3 separate regions of the Callithrix jacchus genome follow, and all the other regions are linked to region 2. The links are chromatin contacts, called in public Hi-C maps. All regions are on one chromosome and are shown on one strand. The core of a region is the stretch at or near the end of the contact, and the rest is flanking DNA. Distances in the headings are between cores, read along the strand shown.

The links. Hi-C and Micro-C count contacts between places; a contact is called where the count stands out from the background.
Region 1: a contact with region 2 is called in a Hi-C map of skeletal muscle, with 11 times the contacts expected there. The contact joins two enhancer-like sites. A contact is called at or near these places in 2 of 3 Hi-C or Micro-C datasets (both in skeletal muscle).
Region 3: a contact with region 2 is called in a Hi-C map of skeletal muscle, with 8 times the contacts expected there. The contact joins two enhancer-like sites. A contact is called at or near these places in 2 of 3 Hi-C or Micro-C datasets (both in skeletal muscle).

What each region holds. Positions count from the first base shown.
Region 1 is chr7:98,518,089-98,522,131 of calJac240_pri, forward strand. The region is part of intron 10 of NFIA (nuclear factor I A); the gene reads left to right. Among named protein-coding and RNA genes, the nearest start is that of TM2D1, 290 kb to the right of the region's middle. Within about 2 kb of position 1,608, at least 3 of the 16 cell types and tissues checked have an H3K27ac peak or open chromatin away from gene starts, as enhancers often do. A contact at or near this core is called in skeletal muscle, where this site is marked.
Region 2 is chr7:98,110,426-98,115,084 of calJac240_pri, forward strand. No RefSeq gene overlaps it. Among named protein-coding and RNA genes, the nearest start is that of NFIA, 25 kb to the right of the region's middle. Within about 2 kb of position 2,681, at least 13 of the 16 cell types and tissues checked have an H3K27ac peak or open chromatin away from gene starts, as enhancers often do. A contact at or near this core is called in skeletal muscle, where this site is marked.
Region 3 is chr7:98,398,213-98,402,920 of calJac240_pri, forward strand. All of the region lies in intron 4 of NFIA (nuclear factor I A), which reads left to right. Among named protein-coding and RNA genes, the nearest start is that of NFIA, 260 kb to the left of the region's middle. Within about 2 kb of position 1,844, at least 9 of the 16 cell types and tissues checked have an H3K27ac peak or open chromatin away from gene starts, as enhancers often do. A contact at or near this core is called in skeletal muscle, where this site is marked.

The sequences.
Region 1 (4,043 bases), core at 358-2,857, 410 kb after region 2:
TTGGATTGTGTATGCACTCTCAAGGTTTGGAGGTACTGGATGGCTTATTGGGTAAAAAGATTAGTGTTTTCCCGTCTTGAGGTTTGAACCAAAACGGAGGTCTTGGCTAGGAGCAGCAGAGTCATTCTCCAGGGATCGGTGGTTTGGACAACCCCTCTGAGCTTGTAGTAAGTAGGCAGCAGTCCATGTTACAAAACTATTGCACATGCTACTGACGCAGTTGGCCCTGCTGCAGCAACTCTCCCATTGGAACTGCCTGGAGTGGTTTGTGGAGACTTGTGTCCCTCGAGGGAGAGTGTCTGTCATTTGGGGAGACATGGTAACGTGGCTCAAGCATGCTCAAAGTCATCCATCCAGATACCTTGCTTTACCCCCCTTGGGGCGAGTGACACCAGGCTTTAGGAACCTCAATACAGCTTGTTCTTCCTTCCTTCCTTCCTTCATTTATTTAACAGTGTTTATTATATGCCTACCCCGGCATCCCTTGGATACTCGGCTTGCCTGGGATGAAAACAGGTCATTAAAGTTTAGCAACTGTGATAGAGAAGAATCCTGAGGGTAAAGGCCCCAAGAAAGACCCTTCTGAAAGAGGGACATCTAATCTTAGAATGTAAGGACTAGCAAGCATGAGCAAAGCCAAGGAGAGCCTGTGCCCAGGCCTGGCAGGGAGAAAGCATTTGGCTTTGGGGGATCTGGAAGAAGTTTAAGGCACATAAGTGTTGAGGACAAGTGGTGAAAAGATAAGGCCACGAAGGTGCCCAGAGCCAATCACAGCCCATTACTGTTTTAATAGTTTTCTGTACAATAAACAAGTCTTGGTTTGGAGTTATTAAAAGCAGGCTTTCTTTAATTAAGAAAATAAAATCAGACAAGAAAAATGATTGCAGAGCTCAAAGGCTGGCATTACCAGTGACTAACACCTGTGTATGGCAGGACACCGTTTCAGAAGAAACCAGTGTAAATCACTGTTGCCTCTCTTCAGTATGAGATGGTCCTCCAGTATGAGATATCCCCAGGACAGCGACTGGCTTGCTTGAAGTCACACAGCTGGTCAGTGGAAAAAGTGAAACTCAATCAATCCTCAGTCCTTTGGATACTGGATACTCGGCATCGTTCGTTGCCAGAAATTTATAAAAATCCTATTGGGAGAAAAGCAGCCTATCTGGTATCATGAAGGGTCTAAAATCTATCCCCTTCTTCCTAATAGACAAGAATGTTCCTAAGGGCAAGGACTGTATTTATTTTACTCATTATATCCCCAGAGCCTGCATCCATAGCTCCTAGCACATAGAAGGCCCTTAGTGCTTACTGAATGAGTGAATAAATGCTCCCAAATGGTGTCTGCAAATGTGAGAAACCAGAAGTCCATTCCGAGGCCCCATCCACTTCCCTCACATTGAGATGGGGAGACGGGGCTACCGGGCTTTGGGCTGATTTGCCAAGGACAACTCATTTGGGCTAAAGGGTGGGCTTTAGTCCATCCTTGCAAGTTCGGGAAGCCAAAAATGACCAACGGGAGTAGTGTGACCCAGCAAAGTGAGCCCCTCCTCAGGAGACAGTGCAAAACAGCCAACTGCTGTAGTCTTGCTTGACCTTGGCCCAATGGTTGGCCGAGTCCTCTTTGGGGACTGATGACGAGCTGGGCCTGCAGGGTGCGGGGAGGCGGCCCTGTGTTTGCACGTTTCCATTTGATGTGTGTGAATGTCCTCAAATGACCCACCTTGCCTGCAGAAGAAAGCCAAGTGTCACACCCAGTTCTGCATTCCACATTAACAGCCCCCTTCCGCAGTATTACACTTTGCCCTTGAGGCCTTTTGTTTAAGTTTTTAATCTGAAAAACAGATTGTGCTGCATCACAGTCCACTCTGCCCTCTCTGCCCCTGCCACCCCAGCACTCGCTGTTCCTTTTGGGGGTTAAAGTAAAATATGCAATATAAAAAATATCTCTCAGAGATTTTTTCTTTTCCCTCTAGAATGTGCTTCCTGCCCTCTTAGTAAAAAGAGGATGTAAAAAGCCTTTTTAAAAGTGGCTGCACACTTCAGAGCATCTGTTGTTAACTCGGGGGTTGCAGCTGGGGCCTTCCTCAGCTGTATCTTCAGCAGCCCCATGTCCATATTTTGGAAGATGGCCCCTGTGTTCTGATGGCTCTCCATGAGGCATCAGAAACGGAAGAGATTGGTACCTTCAGAGGCACCTTCTGCTATTTCGGGCTTCCTGTTTAGGATGCAGTCAGATAGATATTGTTTATGGTTCATAAAACCTGACTACTGTGAGTATTCCAGAATCCCAGCGGAATGGGATTCGAACTTTCATGGAGCCGTAAATTAACGGGTGGCAAGTGTGATAAAACTCCTTAGAGAACTGTGAGGGGAAAAAAGTCGCACTGCAATGGTTAAATGAAATTTTATAAGCACATTCAGTGTGGAGCTGTTTTGCATTACATGAGTTGAATACCTTAGAGACGCCACATCTGCAGGCACTTTATTAAATCCTTAGTCAGCACTTTTCCAACCTGATGAGATTACTTCTTCATTTGACTGGAGAAAAGGAAAGCTGAGCTCTTGTCCTGGACTGCAGATTTCTTTTGATGTTTCACCTTGAACACTGAAAGAGGACAATCACCCCCCTTCCCTCCCCACTCCCGCTCAGCACATCCCAAACGTAGGCATTGTGAATGTTACCGACTAATTTTCCGTAACTGGAGCCTTGGTGGGAGTGTGGATTTATGGACCTCCACACCAACTATAGCTGAAAGTTTCCGAGGAGAAAATAGATCAAAGCTCTGCATTTACTTCCTTAATGTAAATGTATCGAGATAACATCATCCTATATTGTATTGTAATAATGCCACTCACGACTCAGAGGCAGGGAGAGTCCTTTGTAGTCCATTTGGATACAGTAGGGTAGATTAAGGAGCTATAAAGTACGAAGGCAGAAACCATATGAAACCTAAGCTTATGTCAGTAGATATCTGAGAATGGTTTTTTGACTCTCCATAAATGGATTTTGTTTAATGTGTCAACATTTTCTCAGTGATTTGCTACTCAACCCCAACAAAATCAAATAGTCTCAGATGTCTTTTATGTTTTTCTTATATGACCCAAGAAGAAAATATGCAGAGTCATTCCTCAATGAATGTTCTAAAACTTGTACTACTTGCATAATGGAAATTATAAGAAACTATGACAAGAGAAAAGTAGGTTTTTACAAACATTATATTGTCCATCTGGTGTTACTAGCAGCTCACGGAAGTTTGTAGAAATTGATTGGCTTACACGTGTGTGACTGTCACACTCATCCCAGTGGAATTATGAGTGTCTTTACAAACTGATTAGGAGAAAATTCAGGGAGATGTATGAATTATTATTATTGTTATTGTTAGAACTGTCTATCTGCCATCTCTGCAAATAAATGATTTAATCAGAGACTTCAAAAAAAAAAATTCCCTGTGTGGTTTCCCTAACCAAGTCCCTATTCTGGAAACCCTTGGTCAAGTAGCTGGGTTAATTGTCATGAAGATTAGAGTGATGTTGAAATAAGTACTAATGGTCAAATTATAGGAGTGAACAAGTTTAAGAATAGGTTTTGGTTTGGGCCTGAAAGGGTTAATTAAGGTTTTTTCACGGGTTATTAAAGACCCCCAACCTCTGCCTTTAGGAGTCATATTGACACCCCACCACAGGGCAGCTCAGCCCCTCTATTGACATGTTGCTGGTCAGAGCACAATAGCCTTCTGTGTCTGCAAATCATTGCTAAAATCATCTCAAGGAAAAAAAAAAGTTTTTCAAGCTTTAACGTTAGACAAAAGCCCAAGAGTTGCAGTGCGCAGCTCAAAAACCCAGAGTCAGCAACTTCTATTGATTAAAAACTAACCTTTAAAGTAACTCTGAGAGTGTGTGGTTAGCATTTAAATTTAAACATGTCATGAGTTGATTTGTGTTACTGAATACCAACTCAGAAGGAGTAACATTCACATCGCATTTTTTTTTTCTAATTCCCTTAAGCAGCTAAAGTATTTCATGAAATGTCAATAGGGCAAAAA
Region 2 (4,659 bases), core at 1,431-3,930:
GGTCAAAAGATCGAGACCATCCTGGTCAACATGGTGAAACCCCGTCTCTACTAAACATACAAAAAATTAGTTGGGCATGGTGGTGCATGCCTGTAATCCCAGCTACTCAGGAGGCTGAGGCAGGAGAATTGCCTGAACCCAGGAGGCGGAGGTTGCAGTGAGCCGAGATTATGCCATTGCACTCCAGCCTGGGTAACAAGAGCAAAACTCCGTCTAAAAAAAAAAAAAAGCTGGGATTACAGGCACAGGCCACCAAGCCTGGCTTTTTTTTGTTTTTTGTTTTTTTTTGTAGAGGTAGGTTTCTCCATGTTGCTCAGGATGGTCTTGAACTCCTGGGCTCAGTGATCTGTAAGCCTCAGCCTCCCAAATGCTGGTATTACAGGCACGAGCCACCACACAGCTATTGTCTTGTTTTTTTTTTTTTTAAACACAGTCTTGCTTCGTTTCCCAAGCTGGAGGGCAGTGGCGTGACCTCGGCTCAGTGCAACCTCCGCCTCCCAGGTTCAAGCATTCTCCTGCCTCAGCCTCCCAGGTTCAAGCATTCTCCTGCCTCAGCCTCCCAAGAAGCTAGGATTACACCCGCCTGCTACCATGCCCAGCTAATTTTTGTATTTTTAGCAGAGACAGGGTTTTGCCATGTTGGCCAGGCTGGTCTCAAACTCCTGACTTCAGGTGACCCACCTGCTTCAGCCTCCCAAAGTGCTGGGATTACAGGCATGATCTATAGTGCCTGGCTCACGGCCGTTGCCTATGAAGTGATAAGCTAGTTATCAAAACTCCTAGTAACTCATCCTGTTTCCTACTCAAACACTGAAACCTCTTAGCTCTCTCCACCTTCTTCTAAGGCCCTAATCTTCAAGGAACAGAAAGAAGCTGAACTGTCTTACAAGTTAGATTTCTTAGGATAAAAGATGGGTTTTCACACTAGAAATAGGTGAAAGTTGAATGGGTGTGGTGGCTCGTATAATCCCAGTAATCCCAGCACTTTGGAGGGTTGAGGTGGACATATCACCTGAGGTTAGAAGTTCGAGACCGGCCTGGCCAACATGGTGAAACCCCATGTCTACTAAAAAATATAAAAAATTAGCTATGCGTGGTGGCGTGTGCCTATAGTTTCAGTTACTCAGGAGGCTGAGGCAGGAGAATCGCTTGGGTCCGGGAGGTAGAGGTTACAGTGAGCCGAGATCGCCCTATATTGCACTCCAGCCTGGGTGACAGAGTGAGACTCTGGCTCAAAATAAATAATAAGAAATTAATTAATTTTTAAAAAAGAAATAGGTGAAAATTCCTTGGCACCTACAGCTTCTCACCTACATCACCTCATTAAATTCCCACAATGACTCTGTCAGAGAGGTACCACTCTTCCCTCTTTTGAGAGACTCGGAGAGATTAAGTAACTTGTCCGAAGCCACACGGCTATTCTCAAGGAAACATAATGCATCCCATGAAAATAGCCTGGAGTCGAGATACAGGAGTCAAAGCGCAGCCAAAATTGTCAGGGTGCAAACCCTGCTTGTCCAATCAGAGCTGCTACTTCTGTGGTACTGGAATCCCCCAATTTCTGAAATTAACACCCAGTTCTCCACTCCCCAAAAGCATATGCTCAGTGCCCTCAGGGCTCTTGCTGTTGCCAACAGACTTATAACTCGACAGACTCAGCAGCTGAGAGATGGCTGTGGACACAACAGGCCTTGCTGGGCTTGCTGGGAAGGGGCCACGTTACCCCTGCAGGCGCGTCTCCTTCTCCCTCCTGCTATTTAGAACTCGCCTGTAGGTGGCGCCCTGCTTCACTCAGGGGACCTTGGAAGGCGAGGACACGGGTCACCAGCTGCCTCCCCTAAAGGCCAATTTAAGTTGTCCCCTGGCTTGAACTCAGCAGGAACCTCGGGGATGTGGACGTGCCCCCCTCCCCCGGCGCTCTTCCTCTCCCAGCCCCCTGCCCTCGGCTCTCCCGGGGCTGGCGGGGCCCACGCTTCCTCCAAGGTCTGGCTCCGCGGCGCGATCTCCAAGCGCTGGGGCCGAGCCTGGCGCTCTGGGGCGGCGCTTCGGTGCCCGACCCTCGGCCCGGCCCGCGGGCGCCGACTCCGCTCCCCATGGGACCCGCTTAGCCGGCCGCTGTAGCGGGGGTGGAGGGATGGGGGGCTGTGACCCCCGTGAGGGCTGGCGGGGCGGGGCAGCTTTAAAAACTTCTGAAAGGCCTCGTTCAAAGCCTCAAAGGACAGAACTTGGGCCGGAAGGCGGTTTCCACGGAGGGGCCTAAAAAGGGGGCTACGGGTGCACCTGCAGGGCCAGGAGCCGCGGCCTGGAGGGGGGGGCAGTCACCGATAGCGCCGAGGCCCCCAACCCCCGCCCCGCATTCGCCGTCCCTCGGAGCCGCGGCGGCCCCGCCCGGGCCTTGCGCTTTCATCCTCCCCACGGGACGGCGGCCGCGCGGGGCGGGGGCGGCTCTGGCCGGCGCGCTCCCCGCGGGGTCTTCCTTCCCTCCGGCCCCTCCCTGGGAACCCGAGATTTCACCGCAGAGCTGAACTCCCGGATTTTAACCCCAACCCAGCCGGGCGGGAGGCCGCTGAGAACCGGGCGTCGGGACCGCGGAAGCGTCCCCTGTCACCTCCTAGCACCCCACAGAGCCCCGGGGAGGGTGAGGAGGAGGAAGACCGGGAGGAGGACCCTCGCCGGGGGGGCGAGGAAGGGGCGTTCGGGGTCGCAAAACGCGAATCGGAGCGGCCCCGGCGGCGTCTGGAGTCGCCGCGCCCGCCGTGCCACCTCGGGCAGGTGGGGAGGGACAGCCCGGTCGCCGTCAGCCAGGGCAGCTCCGCCGTAGACGTCGAGCGGACGCGGTCCCGCGCGCGGCCGGAGAGCCAGCTAAGGGGCTTTTCATTAGCGCCGCATTAGGACACTCATCTCCAGAGTCCTTCCCGTGGAGGCTCTTGAGTGAATTAGGTAAATGATTTGCTCCATTTGTAGTTTCTGAAGATATTTTCTCAGCTCTCCTGCCATTGAGCGCTTTAGCCGGGGAGCAGATGTGTGGGGGCCTCCTCCCCACTACCTAGGGTCTCACTCGGTGACAATTGCTGAGTGAGTCAGTGAGGACATGTGGGGAAAGGTAAAACTGGAATTGAGCAAAGCTGAGTAATTTAGCTAAGAAAGAAAAATCGCTACTGAAAATAGAGTAGTTCAAGAATAAACTACGTAAAGTCTATCAGTTTGCTTGGAGTCCTGTTCCTTGATCTGAGAAAGTAAAATCCATCAGAGTTGGGAGTCCCTCCCCCACCGCGAGACACACCCCCCCCCCACACACACACACACAAAATTAGCACTTACTACACTTTATCTAAGTTATTGAAAGACTTCTTTTAGTGAATTTTAAGAAGCAATTGTGGTTGACATTACAGGCAGCAAAGGTTTGGGGAACAGACGGGCAAACTTCCTAAGAGCTTAGCTGCAACACTAGCTCTCAAATTTAGTGTCAACTTTTATTTTAAAAAATAAAATAGGGTGGTGTTTTTATTCATCTTTTATATTTCAGGAGGTAGGGAACACAGAAGGAAAGAGACTGAAGGGAAAACAGGGCGCTGGAAACAAAAAGATAAAGGCGAGATTAACTGTAACATTCTGGTCTTCAGCAAGTCCCAAGCTGGAGTCCTAAAGCACTGCACATTTCTGGTAGCGCTAACTCTAACCAGAATATTGGCCGGCCTGGTCTCTAAGTGCGTCCTAAGAAAAAACAGATTGAAGCAAAATAGTTTTGTTCCCTTTTGTGAAGTTCTAGCACTTGCTTCATGTGGTAGTCCCAGCGGAAAAGGGAGCCCTCCGGCTGCGGGTGGCCTGAACTGAATTTGCTGCTTGAAAATCGGCAGGTGTGCGCAGTGTTTGCAGCGCTGGAGCCGGGACCTGATGAGTAACAGCAAGAGGGCTCAACCGCAGGACATCCCGGGTACCTAACGCCGGCATTTAAGCCGACAGGGACTGGCGCGTCGGAACTATCCTTCCGACACTAGAAAGCCCAGAGACGCATGTCCTACCACCTTGCCCACTTTGTACTGGGCATCCTCGGTAAACAGAATGAAAGCCACATGTTTATCCCTTAAGATTAAAATGTAACCTTTAGAATACTCCCTATTCCGGGGTTAACAGCATGTCAAGGGCTCAAAGGCAAGCTTGAATTGCATATAGGAGAAGGTGCAAAAAGGGCAAGAAACTTTGTAAAAGTTGTAATCAGTATTCGAAGAGATAGTTTCAGATGGTGCTACATAATGGCATGGTAACAGGAGGACCAAATATGCTTAGAGGGCATTCGTGTTCTCAGAAAGGGGTTGAGGGTAGAAGATTGGTGCACTGTGGTTTGAAGGTTTAGAGAAAGCAGCCTTATCCTCATGAAGCTGGGAGGCTCTACTTTCTCCACAAAGTACCCAACGTTTTTCACCCAAGAAATACCGGGATCCAAGACCTTCTCAGGCTCTTTCCCGACCTGAGGAATCGCAAAACTTGCAAACTCTGCAGCTTTTCTCTTGAGTTCATTTTAAAACACAGGCGCCATGAGCTCAAAATAATTAAGGTGGCTGTTTCCCCGAGACAACAAACCAGGCACAAACCCACACCTTCGTCCGCACTGGCACCGACAGTCCGACTCTGGGGCCACTCACTGCCAGTTAAAGAACA
Region 3 (4,708 bases), core at 594-3,093, 290 kb after region 2:
GCTTAGCTTGAGATTTTTCTCTCTTTCTGGATCTTTAGTATTTGATTTTTAAATTTGCTAATAGAAATACTTACTTTGACTAGGTTTCCAGTTTTTGTTTTTCATTTTCTCCCTTTTAAATGTAAGAGAGGAGGGAGGTGCTATTTCAGTATTTCCTCATGAGGATTCACTGAAATAACTATGTGCAGTGTGTTGTTTTTAATAGTGTTACTACCGAGGTGGCAATGGCAGAGAAACTCAAGAGAAAGCTGCTGGCTCAGCCTCACAAATTGAGAGGTGAGGGATTAGGCAACAAGGATGCTTGCCATTGAATGATACTGATCAGATATATGAAGCTGTTGGAATCAGGGACTCCTGCTGGCCAACTGAAGCTGCAGTCTTCCATGAACTCCCCCTCTCCTCCTTGCCTCCTGCCCACCACCTTTTATTTATTTATTTATTTATTTATTTGCATTATCATCTGACGTCCATGAAAGGCAGGAATGGAAAGTTCTGTTTCCGTGGCAGCACAAGTATTATAGCATAAAAATCTATATTTGTTCTCTTGCTCCTTTTCCCCCCATGTGGTAGGACCATCTGAAAGTAGCTCAATTATTTATTGTCTTGTTCCAAGGGAGAGGAGAAATACAGACCACTAGACGCTGTGCCAGAGAGAGAGAAAGTATTCTCTGCTTTGGGGAAGGGGGTTTTACAAGCGTTAACAATGTGGTTCAGAATCACTAAAGTTGTTTTAGCATAATACTATGAGGAAAGAGACAAGAACCATCTGTTGAAATGGCTCTTACATGATGCTGCATTTTCAAACAAAGCCTTCTCGAGGCATTTTTAGATTGGTCTCTTTCCCTTGAAGTTGCTACCAAGAGAGCCCACTCTACTAGCTGCTAAATGATGCTGCTTAGATAGCTGTCTCTGTCAGCACCCACTCTTTTGTTTATTTTGCGCCAGTGTTTTCCTCAAAGTATGAGCTCTAAGACTGTCAAATCTTACTCCTGGTATGAACCCAGAAAGTTCTCCTGAAAAATCCACTACTTCTGCCCATTTCCTTCCAAATTGCTGACTCTATTTTAGTTGAAGTTGGTGGAGTGACTCCGAAACCTTAACTACTTCACTGGGAAAGAGGAAAACCGCAAATACACACAAGCCATTGTGACTCTGGCCTGGTGGGCTCTAATTTTCTAGCGGCGGTTTGTACACCCAAGCTGGCTGCAAGGGTTAAGTAAACTTCGTGGCTAAGGATGACTTCATGGCCCTGGAATTTTGAAAAGCCAGGATTCTCAGTACACTGTGGCCAGCCTTAGAGTCTTTGGGTGTGAAAACCACTCTCAGTTACCCAGACTGATTTTTGGTTCCTGTTGCACTGCTGCAGAATCTATTAAAATCCAGCAGCTGAATTGTCCTGGCTCTGCCACAAAGCTCAGCTGCTGGGTCGGCTACAGGATTCCCGAGTTGTTTGTCAATGGAGAGTGGGAGTGAATGGAACCAGGCATATGCCTCAGCCTGGCATGAGGTGGCACCCTAGTGGCTGTTTTCTGCCTTAGACATGTGCACTCGTTCTATATTTTCACACAGGAATTGTCATTAACATCCAAATTGCAGTTCGTTTCCAAAGTTCTTTTTGAAGTCTCTAGGTCCTTGTTGCGCCTTCAAGTACCCGTATTCAGACACTTAGATTTTCAGGCCAGCAATTTAGTAAGAACTATTGGCAATATTCTAACTTGACATGGTAGAACTTCTGAGACAGAATGAAAACCTCGGCTACAAGGCACAATAAGAAAATGAAACTCTTTGGTAGGAACAAGCCCAAACTTGAAAAGACAAAATGTCCTCGCACAGAAGGACTAATGAGGAAATGGGTGTAGGATAAGAAATTCCAGACAGCGAGTCCTCTGGGTGCCATTGAAACATTTGCAGTACTTTAGATCTTTATTAAAGTCGGATAGATTTAAAACGGTTGGTTTTCCTGTGTTAAGTAACACGATAGCTGTGATCATTGCATGGAAATTAATTTTAAAAATAGCTTATATTCTTAAGCAAGATCTTCTTTCAAGAGAAACCATTTGGGCTTGAGCATTAAAGGAAGAAACAAAAAGATATAATAAAAAATAGATGCAGCTCTCGCATGAACAGTTGCTGTGACCTTGCCTTTTGTTTGCCATTACACAATTCAATGGCAGTCTACTCAAACTATGCGCTCGATCAATATCCTATTAAAGCAGCACAAAAAGTCTCCATAAACTTAGTGGTTAGCTATGTTTATAAATGGAACTCGGCATAATTAGATGGTCAATAGCAGGCTCTACTAGTAATTTTAAAATGAACATCACACATTTTATATCTGTAGAAGTCAATGGCACCTCTTCTAGAGTGAGGGTAGAGTATGGAGCAGACAAAAGAGTGGGTGGCCCTTTAAAAAAAATCATGTCTATCTCCAAATGCAGTTTTTAAAGAAAATCTAAGGTATGGAAGAGAAAATTCTGATTTGTCCCTGTATATTTTTGTTTTACCTATCTGAACCACCTTGTTCTGAATATATTAGAACATTGCAAATGTTACATTTTCTAGTTTTAATCAACCCCTCGTAGAGAGGTAAAATAATAAATATTGCCATACTCTTAGGAAGAAAAATAACAGTCTGGCTGGCTTAATTTAGCCAGCTTCCTCTACTATAATTCAATAAATTTTCAAAATAAATATTGAAATTGAATTAGTTCAGGAGGATGTTTTATTGCATGATTTTTTCCTTTTAATTTTCCTGACATATTTGGGGTGACTATTTGGGTAGCAAGGCTGGCAGCACGTGCAATGGACTGGCAGTGATAGAAATTTTCATCAAACTACCCTTTCTTCTGAATCCCAGCTCACAGTATGGGTGGCCAAGCTTGATTTTTCCTATCCTATCCTCCTCACCTAGTGAAGAATGAGCCATGTGAGGTGAGAGTGTCCCTATCCTTAGGCCAACCCTGTCCTCATCTGACTCAGCCCTACAGATTAAAAGAGGCATATACCTTGTGTTTGATGTGTGCACTGGCAGTTGTGTCATGGACCACTGAGCTGTTGAAATTAGAACTATAGCAGGAATAAGCTGAGGATATCAGTGTATCCTTCAGTCAATGCTCTGCATGAAGGTCTAGCCCTTTCCCTTACATTCACTCTTACAATCTTTCTGGTTAGAGCTGGCTGTGAAAGTTCTCATGGCAGAATTTGGAGGCCTTTCAATCTCTGTTCTCAGCTGAAGCTTCGGCTAAATTTACCAGACTATGAATACTATCATTAATAAGATTTAAACTGGGGAGAAGCACAACATATACCTGATGTCCATTCTAATGTGTCGCCATGGTCTCTGTTCGTATGTTCATTTATTTCTGGGTCATTCATTAGTTATGCTTCCTATGTATCCAATATAAAATCTATATTCAAGTTGGCAGCATGGTACTATAAAACAGTATAGGATATAGAGTTGGGGATCAGGCTTTGCCACTTATCAACTCTATAGCTTTGGGCAATATTTAATCCCTCTTGGCTGGGTTTTCTTCCTAGGTTACAAACATTTATTCATTCAGCAAATGTTTATTAATTCCTAACTGTGTGCTGAGCCTAAGTCCAGGTACTGGAAGTAGAAATACCTCTCAGGAGTGTAATGAGGATTAAATCACAGATAGTCTAGTGCCTGCCTCATAAGTAGATGCTCAACAATGATAAATACCACGATTATTGAACAGAGCCTCAGTCCCTGATCTTTCTTCACTGTGTGCTCAGAGCCAGTCTTGGAGCTGACAGCTATCAGTAAATTTATTGAAAATGTGTGTGTGTGTGTGTGTGTGTGTGTGTAAATTAAGAAGGGCCAATTATAGAGTTCATGTTCTAACAACCAGTTTATTAGAAGAACCATTCTAGTGACCCTTCCAGAGTTAGTAATTCCAATAGAGTAAGAGCATGCCAACATTAGACCTCATTCTTCCATTTTAAGAAACCAGAAAATTCTTATTCCGCACATTTTTAGCCAGAGCCTATGTTTCTGCATTGTTCTAGAAATTTTCTCCTAGAGTATCTCATGGATAACACAATGTTTTCAAATTCTCAATCTAACACTGACACATTAACAACTTTTTAAGTGGCAAACCACACCTGGGTTATCTGTACCAGCTTTCTTAAAAGTAGTACTTAGTTTTACAGTATTTAAAAATTTTGCTTTCACTCTTATTATGAGCAAAATTCCCTGTGAATGGCAGAAGCGTAATACAGGTCATTACTGACAGTGTGGTTTGTTAGGGTTTTCTGAGACAGTCTCACTCTGTTGTCCAGGCTGGAGTACAGCAATGTGATCGTGGCTCACTGCAGCCTCCACCTCCCAGACTCCAGGGATCCTCCCACCTCAGCCTTCATGCACTGCCACACCCAACTAATTTTTGGGTTTTTTCAGAGACAGGGTTTTGCCATGTTGCCCAGGCTTATCTTGAACTCCTGGACTCAAGAGATCTGCCTGCCTTGGCCTCCCAAAGTGGTTGGATTACAGACATGAGCCAGAGTGCCCAGTTAATCATGTGCTTTTTAACAAACCTTTATTTATGCAATCATAAGCCTCAATTTTTAAGGGTGGCTATTCATACTCAGTAGTAACACTGAAAAACTAAAAGGGATTTTTGTGGCTTCCAAAAAGTTGGCAGAAATCCTGTATTACCCTGCAGTAGGGCCACAAATATGATTGAGA